2 separate regions of the Hordeum vulgare genome follow, and region 2 is linked to region 1. The links are chromatin contacts, called in public Hi-C maps. All regions are on one chromosome and are shown on one strand. The core of a region is the stretch at or near the end of the contact, and the rest is flanking DNA. Distances in the headings are between cores, read along the strand shown.

The links. A called contact is a pair of places that touch in the nucleus more often than the background predicts.
Region 2: a Hi-C map of leaf shows a contact between it and region 1, with 5 times the contacts expected there. The contact joins the promoter of LOC123434274 here to the enhancer-like site in region 1. A contact is called at or near these places in 2 of 6 Hi-C or Micro-C datasets (leaf and seedling).

What each region holds. Positions count from the first base shown.
Region 1 is chr1H:330,885,712-330,889,403 of MorexV3_pseudomolecules_assembly, forward strand. No RefSeq gene overlaps it. Among protein-coding and RNA genes, the nearest start is that of LOC123434242, 160 kb to the left of the region's middle. Within about 2 kb of position 1,755, at least 3 of the 3 cell types and tissues checked have open chromatin away from gene starts, as enhancers often do. A contact at or near this core is called in leaf and seedling, where this site is marked.
Region 2 is chr1H:331,420,931-331,424,847 of MorexV3_pseudomolecules_assembly, forward strand. LOC123434274 (zinc finger CCCH domain-containing protein 19-like) reads right to left here and starts at 1,827. Exons shown (of 11, transcript XM_045115502.1): 1 at 1,130-1,827; 2 at 913-992; 3 at 212-396. The coding sequence starts at 1,599.

The DNA.
Region 1 (3,692 bases), core at 505-3,004:
CCCTCCCTCACTCTGTAGTGTCAATCTTACGATGTTTGTTAAGCTACCGCCTTCCCACACACATAGGTCATCATCATTGTTGTACATTCTTATGATGTTGTAATCTTGACACCCGCCCTCCTACTCGCTATAATCTGTAATTTGTGCTTTCAAACTTATGTAATGGATGTGTGGATCCATCGGGACCCTATCCCTTTTTTTAAAACAACTTCTTGATTAAAAGTACAATTATCGCAATAATAAACAACTATGACTTGTTCACGCTTCCACGTTTCGTTGGGCTTTTGAGTATGAACAATTCTTGAGCCAAAGGACACCTATAGAAAAAATATGGAAATTATTAAAAATCAACCGATTGAAATGTCTTTCTTGTAAGCCGCGTCGAGCGTTTGACACATGACTTGCCTGCCCGTGCGCTCTCCCTTCCCCTCATTCTTATCCCCACCACCGCACCTACCTTATCCTCTCGTCTCGGGTTTCTTCTTCTCCAAATCACCGTTGACTGCATCCTCTCTCACACACTCCTCCGACGAGCTCAGGGCCTTCCCTGAGAGCACCTCTCCCTTATCGCCTGCCCTCCCAACATCCTCGGGTCATTTCTCTACTCCTACAAGAGGAGCTGCGATATAGCGCTCTTCAGCGTCTGTCGGTGCCTTGATGTGACACCCCTAAGCGGCTACAAGCTGCCCGGCGCTGCGATGCAGCTCTTCGCATTGGTTGCCAGTGTTGTGATGCAACATAGATGTAGTGTCCCCTCAACGACTGCAAGCTATTGGCGCGAGACGCAGCTTGCTTCGGTGGTCGCTGGCACCGCCACGCAACCTTCATTGGTGCATCGTTGGAGCTTCATAGGGATGCCGTTGTGCTCCATTGAAACTTTGCCGCGTTGCTGGAGTCGTCGGTGCTTCAACGAGTCTGCAATGAAGTGTCATCGGGGGCTGGAATGGAGCGTCGTCGGGGTTGTACGCTGCAATGGAGCTCCACCGGTGCTGCATTGGAGCTTCGTCGGCGTCGTCCATTCTGCGCACCAGCTTTGTCTTGTCGTGGGGATTGCAATGAAGTTTCGTCGGGGGGTGTCATGCGCTCGATGTTCCCATGGATAGCAACCGGAGGCTCGTGGTGCTACCCTAGATCGAACGTCCACTAGCGCACATCGAACGGCTGGCTACACGGATGATTTCTATAGGAAATCATCTGGTTGATCCGTCCGTCGCACCCGTCAGAAAATATACATCAAAAGATTGGAATCTTTTAAAATTCAATGATTTTCCGTGATCCACATAGTGCCAAAACGAAGATATTCTTATTGGAAATATTGGCTTGCTTCCTGCCTGCTAGTCCTAAAACATGAATCTTTCAACCAAGCGCGTGCTCAGTTGCGATCAGCCACCAACTCGGTGTGGCATCATTTGCAGTCAAAAGTTGTGCTCGTATTTGTTTTTGTAGTAAACAGAACACAAACAAACAAGTACTAGTACACTGACCACTTATTGTAGAACGGCAGGAGTATTAGATAAAGATTGTTAATCAAGAGGGCCAACGTGCTAGTGGTTCGGTGCAGGTGATATCGATAAGGAAGAACGGCTTGGCCACCGGTACGGATGTGACGGCGTTCGGGTGGCGATACCACTCTCCTGTCCTCACGGCCCGGGCCCCAAAGATCGATCGATTGATCGCCGTCGCCATCCATCTTTGTCACGTGTGCAGGCAGTGACGAACTGAGGACCAAGACGTGTGGCTGCCGCACCCGCGACGTCACTTGCACGGTGGACCTGCTCCTGGACGCCGAGCTATGTCCTACTCGTACCAGTGGATGCTCGGTGCATTTTATATAGTAATATAAACTTAATTGAAGTAGAATATTTATGGAAAACGTTTCACACCTTCCATTTCTTATCCTCTTGTAGTTTTTTTTCCAACCGTTCATTTTGCTTTTCTTCCTTCTTCATCTAAGCTTTCCTCCCAAGCATTCACCAACAATGGGCACCCACCACACATCAGTCATCTGTTGCTCGAAGGTAAGGTCATCGGTCTCGAGTCAGGACGGGCTAGGACTGCGTGCCGCAACCAGCCACGACGGACAATCGCTCGCCTGGGGCGACGTCCTGGCCATGCGACCCTACACCCCGTTGCCCTTCGGGTCGTGCTGCACGCTCCGACGAGCATGAACTACGAGCGGCGATCTATCACCGGAGAAGATGCACCCACAGTGAGACGTGTTGCAACCGGCCTAGGCGTAAGCTGGAACCGCGTCGTGGTCTGCTGCAAGCGGTGTCCAGGAGAGCTGCCATCATGGACGGCGAGCATGATGACCGTGAGCTGCGAGGACATCGACACTGTTACGAGCAACGCTGCATACGTCACGTTTTATGTTACATGCTACAATCGGTACCATATTATGTTATAACGGACACACCACTTAGCTACAACCGACGTCGAGTTTTGCTACATCTCAAGAACCAACGTACTTTTTTGCTTACATGCTACAACGAGTGTCATGAATTGCTACAACCGATGCCCCGTCCGGCTACAACCAATGCCGTGTTTTGCTACATCGCACGACCCTCGTATTTTTGTTGCTGCTACAACCGGCAAGCAAATGCTACGACGGGCGGAGGTGAGGTGCTGTAACCGGTGACTGATCAGAGCTATGAACTACGACCATCGGGCCGGTGAGCAGTGACCGTCGGTGTCAAGTGTTGCAAGCTCGTAGGCGGTTGCTAGAACGTGGTTGGTTGCTAGAGCGCGGCTAGGGGCGGCTATCAATGTTGGAAAAGGCGACTACATGGAGCTGCAAATAGCTCTTTTTGCAGCTGGTAAGGATGACCAGCGAGGGGGCGATGGGCGGTGCGGATGAACGGAGGCAGGGTGGCGAGGGAGGAGGAGGACTGTAGGGGAGCGAGACTGCAGCGCGCGACACCCGCGAATGTTTTTACGGCGACACAGGGCAACGGGAGGTAGAAGAAGTAATAGAATAAAATAAGAGGAGATCCTACAGCTAAGGAACATGAGATCGGCTAGGGGTAGTGTTGTCCAATATATATGCGTCAAGAGAGGTTTAAACAAACAAAAAAAGAATGAGCCTTACGCCGGGGGTCCACTTAGCGACACTATACTCATCTACAAGAAAAGAGCCATCTTCCCACATCGCCATTAATGGCTTTTGAGGAAGCATATAGGTTCCTCCCACCCCATTGGAGGGGAACCGAGATTGGATCCCCGAATATCGGGTGGGACAATCCCCACGGAAAAGACAGCTTCATACCTTCACCATGGCTCGAGCATGCCAAAGCCGAGAAGGTAGATGAATCACCACCAATCATAACCTAAAAACAGGGCCTATAGTCCCAACCCCTTCGTCGCTCCGGCCGCCATCGCCACATCCGGCGAAGCTTTGGAACACGAGATCCACCGCTATGGCCTCTAGTCTCCTGGATCCGCAACGCACAAAAGCCCCAGGATTCGCGCCAACGCCACAACCAGCGCCAGACGAATGGGAAGAAGCCAGACTCAATCATAGTCCGGTCGACCATCTTCACCACCCTGATGATGACACCGCCATCGGCATTGTCATCCGCATGGGAGACGGGTGAGAGCGAGAAGAGGCAGGCCAGGAGGGGTGGGGCGCACGCGTATGACGTTAAGTTGTGTAGGCGAACGACAGGGCTTCAAAATAGTTTTCGGAATAGCAG
Region 2 (3,917 bases), core at 577-3,076, 540 kb after region 1:
GACAGATGGTATTTACATAATTGTACATTTATTGTGCTACTGAGCTAACTAAAATGCAGTGACGGTTTGTCCAAGGAATGAGAGCAGGATTTATGAACACTCTGGTTCCATAGAGATGCACGTGTTTTAGTGTTTGCATACAGATGCTTCTGTGCTTCAGAAAAATGGAACGGGGTATACAATTTAAGGGCTAACAGTACACAGTCAATACCTTCGTAGCATCTTCGTCTTTGGACTCTATTAACAATATAGTGGCATAGCAAGTGTCACAGAAGCCCTTGTTCCCTCTAACACCAAAGAATTTGCCCTGTTTGACGCATCCCTTGCAGAGGGAGTAAGTACAAGTATAGCACATGTATTGTACTGCCTTCTCACAGCTGCTGCAAATGTGCCACCCTGGCACGTGTGACATCAAGAAACAGGACAGGTCAGATTGAAAGGACAGGTCAGATTGAACTATAGTTTCTGAAGTTAAAAGGTTGGTGCATGCACATACAATGTACTCGTATACGATAAATAAAAAGCAGCTATTTTTCGTCTTGGTGTTGCCGCATATGGTGTAATGCCAGCCGAGCATATCCAGTTCTGGTACATAAACTCAACACATAAATCTGTTTCGACTTCAATATACAGACTTATAACAGGGAATGTGCACATCAACAGTCAACTGATCATGATGACAAATGTGTAGTAAAAAAAGTGGAAATGATTCAACACAAATTGGGCATAAGCTATATCGCTGAAAAAAGCATCCTCTAAACTAACTCTACATGTATGATGAATGCGATCGGGCATTCATGTTGGAGGTTTTGGGAAGGCAAGACTACATATCCTAGGAATATCCAGCACATGCAGCATGAATTAATATTGAAATTATACTACATGCAAATACTAGAATGACTTGAGACATACCACAATTCCACTTGCCACGGGAGCGGAAAAACGACTCGTCGCGCTTGATGCAGGCAGGATGGTACACCTTGGAGCAACCCCTGCAGCCACAGAACAGGGTTTTCAGCCTAGTCGAAGCAATGAGTCCAACCCGCACTGGCGCGCACAGAACACGGAGGAAGATTGTAAATAAATAAATAAATAAATAAATAAAGCTAGTAATCGCGCGCGCGCCTACCTGCGGTCGCAAACCACGAGGCTGCCCCCGTCGAAGCAGATAAAGCACACCACCTCCTCCTCGTCATTCTTCTTCACTGGTTTGGGCGGCGCAGGCGCGGCAACCGCCCCGTCCCTGTTCTTCCGCGGCCTCCCTCTCTTCCTCTTCACCTCTACCGGCGCCGCCGCCGCTGCCCCATCCACGGCTGGTCCCTGCTGCTGCTGGACCATGGCCACGGCCCCGGCCCCGGCCCCGTCCGCGGCCTCCATGATCGAGCCGAGGAAGTGCGAGTCGTCAAACCCCTCGGTGTGACGAGGCGGGGACGGCTCCTTGCTGGAGGCAGGAGGAGCGTGCAGCCACGCAGTGAGACGGTGAGGGGCGGGAGGTGCGGGTTCGGGCATGGGAGGCGGCGGCGGGAGGCGCAGCTCGGGTGGCCACTCGGCCTCGCCGGGCGAGAGCATCTCCCCCGCGGGGCCCGTGCCCGCGTCCATGGGTCGGCAGGGCCGGCCTCGCGCGAATCCAGGGCAAAAACCCTAACCCTAGCAGCGCGCTCGCAAAGCCTCTCCCACCCCGCCCCCGTCGCCGCGGCCCAATCCGCGCGGGTTGGTCGAGTTGGTGTACGACCACGAGCGCGTGGGGAGACAGTACAGCGAGCGAGCGAGCGAGCGAGGTGGAGGGAGAGGGAGAGACACAGAGAGAGCCGAGCCGAGCCGAAACGCAGAAAGGACGGGGCGGTGGCGGTAATTAACCCCGGGGCATCCGCGTAAAACTCCCCAACGATCGGGGGCGGAGTGGTGGGTGAGGGAGGTGCGCGCCAGGAAGCGACGCATGAGGCGGAACGGAAAAGGGAAGTGGGGGGGCGTGGTGCGGTGGGGCCGCGCTTTTTCGGGCGTGGTCCCCGGACCCTTCCCCGCCGCGCGATTGGCCCGGAGGCGGTTACTGGTGGCCGAGGATGGACGTGGTTTGTTGCTCGTTGCCGATCGGTCGGCCGAGGCCCATCCCCCGCCGTTTACCTACCGTTGCCGATCAAGTTCAAGCTGAGCCATCCCCTCGAGGTCAGTAGAGAGAGGCTACGGGGGACGATGGAACATGATCAGCATACAACACAGGTCTCCGGAATCTGGCACATGCACTGTGATCTGTTTGTATACTCCACATCCGCGACTTCCATGTAGTTTATGAATGGCACGCGTAACATGTGCGCGGCTCTCGCTGTTGAATGCGCCATTTCCTCCGTGTCTCCTAATGGTTGTGGTTCGAATAGCAGCAAGAGGATTCGAGGAGTTGTCAAGGTTTGCTTGTATACTTTGTTTAAATTAATATATGCTTATTCTGTATGCTAGGCGTAGAAAATTAGATGACGGATGTTGACTGTCGTGGCGTTTCTCGCGACGTAGGACTGCACTTCTAAACTTGACACGTCTTTGCTATTATTATTGTTTTCCTTATCTAAAGATATCTAAAGGGCATCTTACACTTGATTAATATATACAAAAAAAGCAAAAGCATATACAGTGAATAGACAACTAGACGTAGAACAATCGATAAAACAAATAAATTTTCAGTGAAAAATATACTAGTCGTCTTCCTTACGACATTTATTAAAGATTAGAAACTATATTGAACCAACGACAAAGGGAAACGACATCTACGAACGCTCTCATCATACCTTTTTTTAAAGACTGTAATTTGGTACTTGTCCCTTCAGACGATTACAAATTTTTACAACGACATTGGTTAGAGTATCATCCCATACAAAAAAAGGCTTACAATCCACCAACACATATTCAAATGATTGAAGAACCGGACCAAGTCGGAGAATAACACGAAAAAGGTTGTGGAAGTTGTCATGCTAAGTTGTCATGCTAATAGTGAGGCAACAACTCTCTTCGTAAGGCACATGAATTGCCAAAATTCAAAGAAAACCAAAGATCTAGAGACACAAACTCTTACAAGCCAACGTTGTCGAGATAAAGAGAGACCGGATAAACCTTATTCCAACACATCATCATCGCTACTATCTCATCGACGTCGTTAGAAAAAGAAAAACCTAAAAACTGATGATGGGGGCCAAGGCAGCGGTGGCAGCTAAGAGCATCTACACTCACGCGTCCCAAACCGGCCTCAAACGTTCGGGCAGCCCACCCGGTTATTAACGAGTCATAATTTTTTGACCTAGACGGATGCCTCAAACGGACCTCAAACGTCTAGGCTGACCGTCGCCCCTCATATCTAGCCCAAATATGGGGCGGATATGGGGTGGCCCGGGCGCGCTCGGGCGCATCTGCATGACAAGCCCGACCCATCACCAACAACATGGTTGTCCCACAAGAAACTCCATCCGGCTCATTGCTCCGAAACCCTAGCTCAATCACTCTCCTCTCTTGCTCCGTCCTCTCCTCTCCGTGCACCGATTCTAATCGAATCTGACGCAATATCGAGCTCCGTTAGCCGCTTCAACTCCGACCTAGATCTGGACTATGAGCTTGCCCTCTACATCATCTTGGAGCAGTCCAATGTGGAGACCGGGGGCAACTCCGGATCTGCAACCGCTGTTTCCCCGTCAACGCAGCTCGAAGGCCGGTGTTGGCCTCTCTCGGCTTGTGCGCATGTCACGCCCAAGATGCGACCCTATCCTCAATTTGGCACGAAGGCCTCGTCAGGGATAGAAGCGCATCTCGTCGTGTCGCAAGAATGGATATCGTTACAAGTACATGTACTGAAAAGAAGAGATATATATAATAGAATTGGCTTACACTCGCCACAAGCTACATCAGAGTCACATCAGTACATTACATAATCATCAAGA